Linked DNA regions of Mus musculus: region 2 is linked to region 1. A link is a contact called in public capture Hi-C data. All regions are on one chromosome and are shown on one strand. Each heading gives the region's core, a stretch centred on a gene start, on an enhancer-like site or on the middle of the called end of the contact. The rest is flanking DNA. Distances are from core to core; before and after follow the strand shown.

The links. Capture Hi-C pulls out chosen DNA fragments and counts their contacts.
Region 2: a contact with region 1 is called in a capture Hi-C map of bone marrow-derived macrophages, with 3 times the contacts expected there. The contact joins two enhancer-like sites. A contact is called at or near these places in 1 of 15 datasets of contacts at CTCF or cohesin (the NIH/3T3 cell line), 1 of 484 Hi-C or Micro-C datasets (macrophages), 2 of 115 datasets of contacts at active chromatin or transcription factors (embryonic stem cells and microglia) and 1 of 9 other capture datasets (bone marrow-derived macrophages).

Annotation. Positions count from the first base shown.
Region 1 is chr4:55,622,059-55,626,540 of GRCm38.p6, forward strand. All of the region lies in intron 4 of Gm12506 (a long non-coding RNA gene), which reads left to right. Among named protein-coding and RNA genes, the nearest start is that of Gm12511, 53 kb to the left of the region's middle. Within about 2 kb of position 1,468, at least 77 of the 459 cell types and tissues checked have an H3K27ac peak or open chromatin away from gene starts, as enhancers often do. A contact at or near this core is called in bone marrow-derived macrophages and macrophages, where this site is marked.
Region 2 is chr4:55,728,848-55,733,784 of GRCm38.p6, forward strand. No RefSeq gene overlaps it. Among named protein-coding and RNA genes, the nearest start is that of Gm12511, 160 kb to the left of the region's middle. Within about 2 kb of position 3,379, at least 131 of the 459 cell types and tissues checked have an H3K27ac peak or open chromatin away from gene starts, as enhancers often do. A contact at or near this core is called in bone marrow-derived macrophages and macrophages, where this site is marked.

The DNA.
Region 1 (4,482 bases), core at 218-2,717:
GCTGTACTGGCAGAACATAAAGCGATGTGCACCTTTAGACAGTTAACCTCCATATCTACTGTGTCTTCCCTCTCGCATCTTTCTTTTCTGTCCTGAATCCTTCCTAGTCTAGCCACATGTTCCTTTTTTTGGCCTGGATGGCACTTCCTCTTCCCACCCTTCAGCTCCTGAAAGACCCCCTTTCGGAAGCTCCCCTGGCTGTCCAGCCGAATGGCCCTCACCAATAACTTCTACTCCACCCCCTGCCTATTTCTTCATAGCATTACTATAATCTATACTTATCTTAGGTGTCTCTTAATTTACCTTCATTCTTTCCTACTGGTTTGTAAGCCTGTGGGGGGGTTGGAGACCGTGTCTAGCATGTCCCATGCTTTTTCTCCCTAGTGTGTCACACATAGTTTGCAACATGACAGATGCTCATCAAATATGTATGGAGTAAAGAATGAGTGGTTGGATGTTAGTGTTTCCCTTCTTTAGGGGTTGTAATAACTCCCTGGGTTGCATCCAAAGCCACATGCACCTTGTTTATTAGGTGAGTTTTATTTGGCAAATGTTCACTAAGTAACTGCCTTGTCACAGCCCCAGTAGTGAATGATCAGGGTAAATTTAGACCAGGGGGTTTTCAGCCCACAGACCTGGAGTCTCCAGAGATCAACCTGACTTCAGTTTGTTTCTTTCTGTCTTGAACAAGCCAGGGGAGAGCTCTTTCCGTGCTCTGTGTTCTTTTATAGCACACTTCCCTCCCGGGGGATGGGAGAACAGCGAGACTTGGAAGTGAGTGGCATGTGGCTTGGCTCTGGGACCTTCAGGGTCTTTGCCAATGTCACCTTGCCTTGTTGTTGCCAGTAGAATACTCAGCTCTCTGCTGGCTAGGATTCCAAGGCACATCCACTTTGGACTCTCCTCTCTCTCTCTCTCTCTCTCTCTCGCATGTCCTGTTGCTAGTCTTTCTTCCATTGTTATAGAGATGAATGTGTCTGCAGAGTGGGATAGCACCCAAGGCTTGCAAGTGCTAGGCAAGGGGTCTAGAAACTTCTGAACGCTACCTCATGCTCTGTATCATTATTTAGTAGTCAGATCTACAAGTCGATATGATATCCACAAGTGTCAGGATGTTCTAGCCCCAGGGTTAGACTCTGGGTTATGGTGTGAAGATCTCGTCTGAGGCTTCATCAGTGTTGATGTGAGCATAGTCAGGGGAGCAGGGACCCAGGTGAAAAAACCTCTACCTCACTGATTTCAGGTCTTCTCAGTTTATTGTTTATTTACAAGGTGGTGAGGGTCTGGCCTTCAGTGATAATTGTGTGTGTGAGGAACTGGCAGATCATCAACTGTAATTTTTTTTTCAATTAAAAAATTAAAATGTCCTTCAAAGGCCCAGAATTGAAAACACCAGGCATGGAACGCACTAAGCTTCTCACTTGGTCTGGACACAATGGCTAACTTCCTCTTTCCTTCTCCCCAGAGGCCCAGGGTGTTGGGCAACTGCAGGCCAGCCCATTTGACTCTTCCTCATTTGACTAGGCCTAGGGCCGAGAGAGAAGCCTTCTTCCAGGGCCTCCGTGTGAGGAAACTGTGTCCTGTCCTTGATTTCATCATTGTGTGAAGGAAAGGACTCCTCCAAGTATAGTATTGTTCTCTCTCTCTCTTTTTAAATAGTGAAAGGAATTGAACCTTAGGCCTCATGGAAGAGAGGCATGTGCTCTACCACTAAGCGATAGATCTAGCCCTTATCTCTGCTCTTTTGTATACCTCTGTCTGTTCTCGGTCGGTGTAGGCCTCATCTTGTGGTTCAAAATTCAAGAGGCTTTTTTTGTTTGTTTGTTTGTTTGTTTTTGTTTTGTTTTTAAGTCAGGGGCCCTGTTAAATGTCTGGTGAAGACTTGATTGCCTCACTAGCAAAAGGGAGTCCGTGAAGCCACGTGGATGCTTAGTAAATCTCTCTTTAAATCTTTCAAAGCTTTCTATTGTTGTTGAGTGTGTACTCATGCGTGTGGGTGTGAATGTACACATGCCCCGTGCTCATGTAAAGGTCAGAGACCAACTTTCCTTTTACTGTGGGTTCTGGGGATCAAACTCAGGCTGTCAGGCTTGACCTGTTAAGCCATCTCCCTCTCAACACTGCCTCTTGTTTTTTTTTTTTTAAAGGGAAGTATTAGGGCTTACACTTAGAGCCTGATGGATGTGATCTCTATCACTGAGGTACAGCCCCAGCCCCGTAATTATCCTACTAGGGGTGTTTGTTCCATCTCCAAACCTCTCTGAAATCTACATACTGAGGTATTGGTGGGGATGATGATAATGATGATGATGGTGATGACAATGACAGTTTCCTCCTTAGACTGAGCTGTACAGTCAAAGGCAACGAATGCTTTTTTTTTTTTTTACCTCAGCCCTGCCCTTGCCACTCCACTCAATTTTTGAGTACATACTTTGTTTCTTGAGTACACTGCAGACACCTCTCATTTTGCCTCAGGGTGGATGTGCAGCTTTGGACCTTTGGCTCCTGCCGCCATCTTTCTTTTGTTCCTGGCCTGCCATATTTCCCAGCATATCTAGGTTATTCCACCTTAGTCCTTGGCATTATTTGCATGCTTGCCTCGGACTCCAGCTTGTTGGTTTCTGGCAGAACTGATAGACTTCTCGAGTCTCCAGACTGCCTTCTGGCCTTCAGTCCCCGGCCTGGAGTGTTGAGTTGGCTCACCCTGGACTTGGATGTCTCTTGCGGCCCAAACTTGACCGTGTACTTAGTAGTTTGTTTGACCTGGCTAGGCCACACGAGGGGTACCTTGTTCCTCTGCGGATCCCTCTTCCTGAAAGCACAGAGTGATTGATCCCCCTCTCCCTCCTGACAGGTGTCCGGTATATGAGTTGCCTGGGCTTCAGCAGTAAAACAATTTTCTGTGCTATAAACACAGAGCTCACCTGCGAAGGTCAGTGTGCTCAGGGGTGTAGCTGGCAAACACAGCAGCCATTTACAATGGAGCACACCGGATCATAAATTATTTCACAGATAGCACTAGCCCCTTATTTACGGAGGAACTGGGGGAAGGGAAGACTACACACCTACTTCGTATGGTGAGAAAATGAAATTCTGTTTTTTACCCATGGACTTCCTATCATTCTCCCGATAAATTACTTCTTTCTTACCTGCCATTTAACATTGGTTTTTTTTTTTCCCTTTTGGTCGATAGGCCTACGCTGTTTCTTTCCTTCTCTTCCTTCCTTCCTTCCTTCCTTCCTTCCTTCCTTCCTTCCTTCCTTCCTTCCTTCCTTCCTTCCTTCCTTCCTTCCTTCCTTCCTTCCTTTCTTTCTTTCTTTCTTTCTTTCTTTCTTTCTTTCTTTCTTTCTTTCTCATTTGTCAGAATTCTGAACTTTGAGAGGAACTTCTTTGGTCTACATTGTCTGTGTGGAGAGTGTCTCCTAGACTAAGGCCCTGTCACTGAAGGTTAGTGAGTTTAGGAACTTACAGACATGGGTTATTTTTGTAAGAACTGCCTATACGCCCTCTTGTTTCTTACTTGGCTGATTTGAGAAAGAGTCTATCCTGGCACTCACTGGCTAGCCTGGCTATGTAACCCAGGCCTCAGATTTGTCATCCTCCTGCCTCAGCCTCCTGAGTGCTGTGACTACAGAGATGTGCTACCATGACTGGCTTCATGTGCTCTCTTCTGGTATTTGAGGGTTTCTGAGAGAGAGAGAGAGAGAGAGAGAGAGAGAGAGAGAGAGAGAGAGAGAGAGAGAGATCATTTCTGCCACAGGTGAAGACTGTCTTGTCCTATCACTATGAAGAGGTCATTCAGGTACCCCGAGCCCTGGTTTTTTTATGCATGGCTGCCAGGTACTGCATCCTCCCTGTGTTTGCCCTTGAGTTTTGGCCTAGGGCCTTGGAAATGGGATGGAGGAGAATTGGAAATTGCAGGCTGGGGACTTGGATGTTGGGTAGCTGCTGATAATGTATGAGAGAAAGGACAGCGGAGACAGAGGCAGCCAGGGCACAGATCGGAGCCTTGGGTCTGCTCTAGTCTAGCTGCTGTGTTCCCTTGAGTACTTTATTATCTCCTCAGGCCTCAGTTTATTCATTTGTCAGTGGGCCTACCAGAGTCTCCCTTATGGGGAGGTAAAATAAGACCATGTGTAGGAGAGCCACATGAGTTCTGTGTGGAATGTTGGGCCATGTAGACTACATGGGGTGGGGGGCTCAACAAGATTCCCAGGGTCACACAGCAGTTTCTCGTCATCTCCTCATTCTGAGATCTGAATGAGATAGAGACTCCCCAAGGCAAAGGGGGGTTCAGCTCCACAGGAGCTGCTCTGGAACATGGCAGACTCATGAAATGCACGTGCTCCCTGGACTGGCTGACCTACAGAAGCTTACTTTTCATGTCTCTCCTACTTTTATGATGCAAGGAGCTTGGGTTCATTACTTTTCTTGTGGTTTATTTTGGAGAACAGTTTAGGAGTACTTTCTGTCATGGTGTGG
Region 2 (4,937 bases), core at 2,129-4,628, 110 kb after region 1:
TGTCTTTGAGACTGTGAGGGGGCTGAGTCAGAAACTCCAGGCAAATTGCTAAGTGGGGCCAACCATAGTCCAGGGACAAGTTGCTGGAGTCTCCACTGCAGGTGTGCCTCTGAGCTCCTTGAAGATGGGACTGCAGCAGCCAGCTTGGTTTTATCCATGTGTCTGGCTGGCACAGTGGTTGGTCTGAAATTGGGGTCCACTGAATGCTTCCAGGAGTGTTGAATGTAGATTAGAGATTAGACTGGTGATCAGTGCGGGGTGGGTCCATCAGGACTCTCCTGATGGGCAGCAGGTGATGGGAGAAGAACATGATGGCGATGTGTGCTCAGAGACTGGCTTGTCCCCACCTGTGGAGGTGAAGGCTGGGCACAGAGATGGAAGTCAGGGGTGAAACAGTAAGAGTTAGGATATACACCTCTCTGACAATTTTCTATCATCTCCTTCCCGACATAGGTTTGTTCTTTGGAATAACCTTGGCTAACTTGCCTTACCCTCAAGTTTCTAAATTCTGCAAAATGGAGGAGGCAACTCCAGGCACCAAATAGTGCCAACAGTATATTTATGGCAAAAGAAGAAGAAAGAAAAGAAAACCCACTTAGAAGGCATCCGTTGTTGAAATCCTTTGATGCCCACAAACAAATGAGCCACATAAAGGGAAGAATAGAAGCCTTCCCATTGAGAACTCAGCTCAATTCTGTGACTGTCTCGAATCTGCAAAGCATGCTGGTGTCTGTAGTGAGGTCATCTCTTTAATGTCTTGGTAATGTAAGCATCATCGAGGCTTATTATGACTGTTTCCAAGATAATGGATGTCCTGGTGGACATGCTGTGATTGGCAGGGAAAATATCACCAGAGTCTAGGCGAGAACCCAGAAATCTGAACTCCGTCCTCAGGGTGATGGTCGTGTTCCCAGAGCAATAACTAACAGAGCCTTCTCAGGTTTACCCAAGCACAGCTCTAACGAGATTCTCAGAGTTTCTTCTCTTTTCTCAGTAAAGGTCATCTTTGCATAAAAGACCTGGAAGCAAATATTCCAATGAAAGAAAAAACTCCCCCGTAAAAAGGAGTTCGTGCACAATCAAAACGGTTTAGAACCAAGACAGGACTGCTAGTTTTCAGTGCCGTACTTTTCTGGCATGTGCTATAATTAATACAGATGTTGAACATTATACATAATCTGCATATTAGTGACCCACTGCACAATTTATATGGTAATGTCATTAATTGCACATTACCTAGGTTGCTGAATGAACATTACATAGGTTTTTTTAATGGATGTAGTTATTATAATTGAAGTCAATTATATTGCTTCTTGTGCATATCAAGTCAGTAGTGTGTGGCTGGACCTTACAGGGTCCCTGCCAAAAGAAACAGGTGTTTGTTGTGAGGACAACTTATGGGTTGGAGCAAGGGTAAGGGAAAGGGTGAACCATGGCCAGAAATGACTGGCCTGGCTGAGCCCTCTGTAAGGGCTGGGATAGTGCTACAGAGGGCAAGGCGAATGGGCATTGTCTGCTCTGAGGCAGGATCTACTTGCCCTTTTGCTGTGGGCTTAGGAGAGGGTGCAGGCTGAGCTGAAAGCCAGCACCACCCACGCTGTAACAGAACACTTTTCTCCAGGCTGACCCAAAGCTAGATGGTGGTTGCATCACTTCCTCTGGTGTTGTGGAAGCCACATGACTCTGGCATCTGGTTTGCCAGGGATGAAAGGGAGCCCTGCCTGCCCACGATGCTGGCACACAAGACCCTGGGTCCTGTGTGTCTTCTTTTAATATTCCGTTTCCCTAGCAAATGGGGTAAAGTTGCTGTAGTAGCTACTGCTGTTGCTGATGCTGAAGTTGCCTAGTGCTCAAACTCTCTGGAAGGACAACCCAAAGAACAACCCGAAGGCTGGAGAATGAAGAGGAGTTAAGGCTGTGACTCTTCTTGGTAGTCAGCTCTCTGTCACTGTGACATAAATACCCAAAGTAGTCAACTTATAAAAGGGAAACGTTTGTTTTTGTTCCTGGTTTCAATCCCTGGTCTTGTTGGTCCAGAATTTGATAGTGTTGGAATAGCAGTACATCACTGTGGTCATAAATGGGCAGGTCTCAAATCTCTCCTTCAATGACCTCCTTTCCTTCCACAAGTTTCTATGTCCTCAGCATCCTATGATCTCCCAGTTGCAGCACAGAATGCGGACCAAGTATCAGATACATAGGTCTCTGGGGACATTCATTCCAAACTACAGCATCTTTTTGTTAGATAAGGACATCTGAATGCCATGCTCGCCTGCTGTGAGTGTTGCTACCTTCTTTAAACTTCATGAAAGAGCAGGCAGGGGTTTTTTGTTTTGTTTTGAATTGACAGAGACTCTAAAGAGATTGTTTTTTAAACCCAGTGATGTACCCTCAGACATGCACACATACATGAATGCACACACATGCACACAGCACTGGTATACATGACAGACAGGTCCTCTTAGCTAATGTGATGCTAAGATTCCAGAGAGCTTGGAAATTTACTCAGTAATACCCAAATAATACCCATACATATGCATGAATGTTCTCTGTGTTTGGTCTCTGTCTCTGTCTCTATCTGCCTCTGCCTCTGCCTCTGCCTCTGCCTCTGCCTCTGCCTCTGCCTCTGTCTCTGTCTCTGTCTCTGTCTCTGTCTCTGTCTCTGTCTCTGTCTCTGTCTCTGTCTCTGTCTCTGTCTCTTCTCACAGTGTTAGTGGAAGGTAAGATGAGATTTTGAACTCCATTTGATTGAGGCTGATTATCACATTCAGGTCATCTAGGCCACTGTGTCGCAGTTTTATGGCTTTATTTTGGAAGGTCACTCTGGAAGCTCAGGCTGAAATAAATGACAAAGGGCAAAGTTCACACACACACACACACACACACACACACACACACACACACACACCAGATTCAAGTGACTAGGAAAGAAGGAAAAAGAATGCTCTTTTACAAATTTTCCTTTTTTTCAATTTTTTATTGGATATTTTCTTCATCTACATTTCAAATGCTATCCCAAAAGTCCCCTATAACCCCCCCGCCCGCCCTGCTCCCCTACCCACCCACTCCCACTTCTTGGTCCTGGCATTCCCCTGTACTGGGGCATATAAAGTTTGCAAGACTAAGGGGCCCCTCTTCCCAATGATGGCCGAAAAGGGGGAGCCTGATTTTCCTGGGAACCTGTGATGTATGGACTAGCACGTCTTCTCTGCTTCTCTGTCCATTCACTCACCCACCACTCCTCTGCTAATGCCTGGCTGGCCAGGAATACACTTTCTATTTAGAAAGCAAAGGCAGCCAGCTTTGGGCCTGGGCCTGGAGACTGACTCACTGTTGTTGGGATGACACATTGCCTGCACACATTTCACAATTCTCTGAAACACCAGACTTATTTCTGTGAGTATGCAGAGGCCCACTTCACCATCCACCTAAGGCCACACACAAAGGCTGTGCTATTTTTCTTCCCTGGGGCCTAAATGGATGGCAGGACTTCCTATGCCTGAAACATCACCCTCGTTTGGAAGGAGAGAAACACCGGCCAAGAATTGCAACGTTTTTTAACCAGAGTCTGGCTAGCTTTCAATAGCTGCACGCCAAAGCTATACCAGACAGAGAAATGGCTATGAATGGGGTAGGGGTTGGACTGAGGCTTAAAAACAAGGCAGAAAAAAATACAGATAACAGAGAAGAAAAGAGAGGAGAGGAGAGGAGAGGAGAGGAGAGGAGAGGAGAGGAGAGGAGAGGAGAGGAGACAGAATGAGATAGTACATAGGAAGTAAAAGAGGAAATTTAAATAGAGAAAGGTTGCACAGAAATGATTGAAGAATTGGAGCAGAGGGCGAGAGTTCCAGGCTGTGATCATTTCTTCATGTGCCTTTCCCTCCATTTTTGGGTGAGCACTCTTAATCCCCATTACTAAGAAGCAAGAACAGGGGACCAGGAAGTTACAATCTAATGTCTCAGGTGGAAGGGAAGACATTTTTGTTTATTAAACAAACAAACAAACAAATATACATACATACAAGCAAACAACAACCTCATATTGTCGACCAGGCAGACCCAGCACTCACTAAGTAGCCCAGGCTGGTATGGTACTACTTATGGTAGTCTTCCTGCTTGACCTATTGATTTCTGGGATAACAAGTATGCGAAGCCAGCTCGCTCTACATCAGTGTGAGGGGCTTGGACAGTCTTCCACAGTCTTTCTGGAATCTGAAAGCCTAAAGGATACTCTTGTTGACCAGAGAGCTAGCTGGGAAGGCCGAGAATCTGGATGGCCAGTGACAGTGGCCTCTGAGGAGTTGTTTATGCACTTAGACATTAAGTGCCTAAGACTTGAAGGGCCGGCCCCATATTCAAAGCCCTGGATTCAGAACTATCTGGAAACTTCCTCCAGGGTAAACAAAAACAAGCACTTCAGCTCCCTTGCCAGGGCATCTCGCTCCAGAAAGGACGGGAAGGAAAGGAGAGTGATGCTGCTTGTTCCCCTGTGAAGGAAAGGTTACAACAACATTTTCTCTGGGCAGCTGTGAGGTCGGCAGGCAGACTTTTCTCTGGTAACCATCTCGATGTGTCTGTGTGGAAAGTACCTAAGAATGACTAAGCCCTGGCTGAGTTGATTCATTTGTCACTTCACTTGTGGGACTTTGGCCCTGTTCTAGAGGCCACAGAGTGTTTTCAGCACATCTGACCCAGGCCTCCATGTAGGGTGGCAGGTGAGAGAGAGCACAGACTTATAGGACTCTGTTTATAGGGAAGGACCCCAGGGAGGAGGGAGGGTTTGGGCTCACTGGAATCCTGTCAGGACTTCTAAGAAGTCTAAACTCCTAATCCCTGTCAGCAGAGGAGTCAGGAGTCTGTGCAAGTGGCCAGAGTTTGAACGGAAATGCTCATTCACGGAGCATCCAAGATAGGCTGGAAGTTTACTTAAAGTTGTC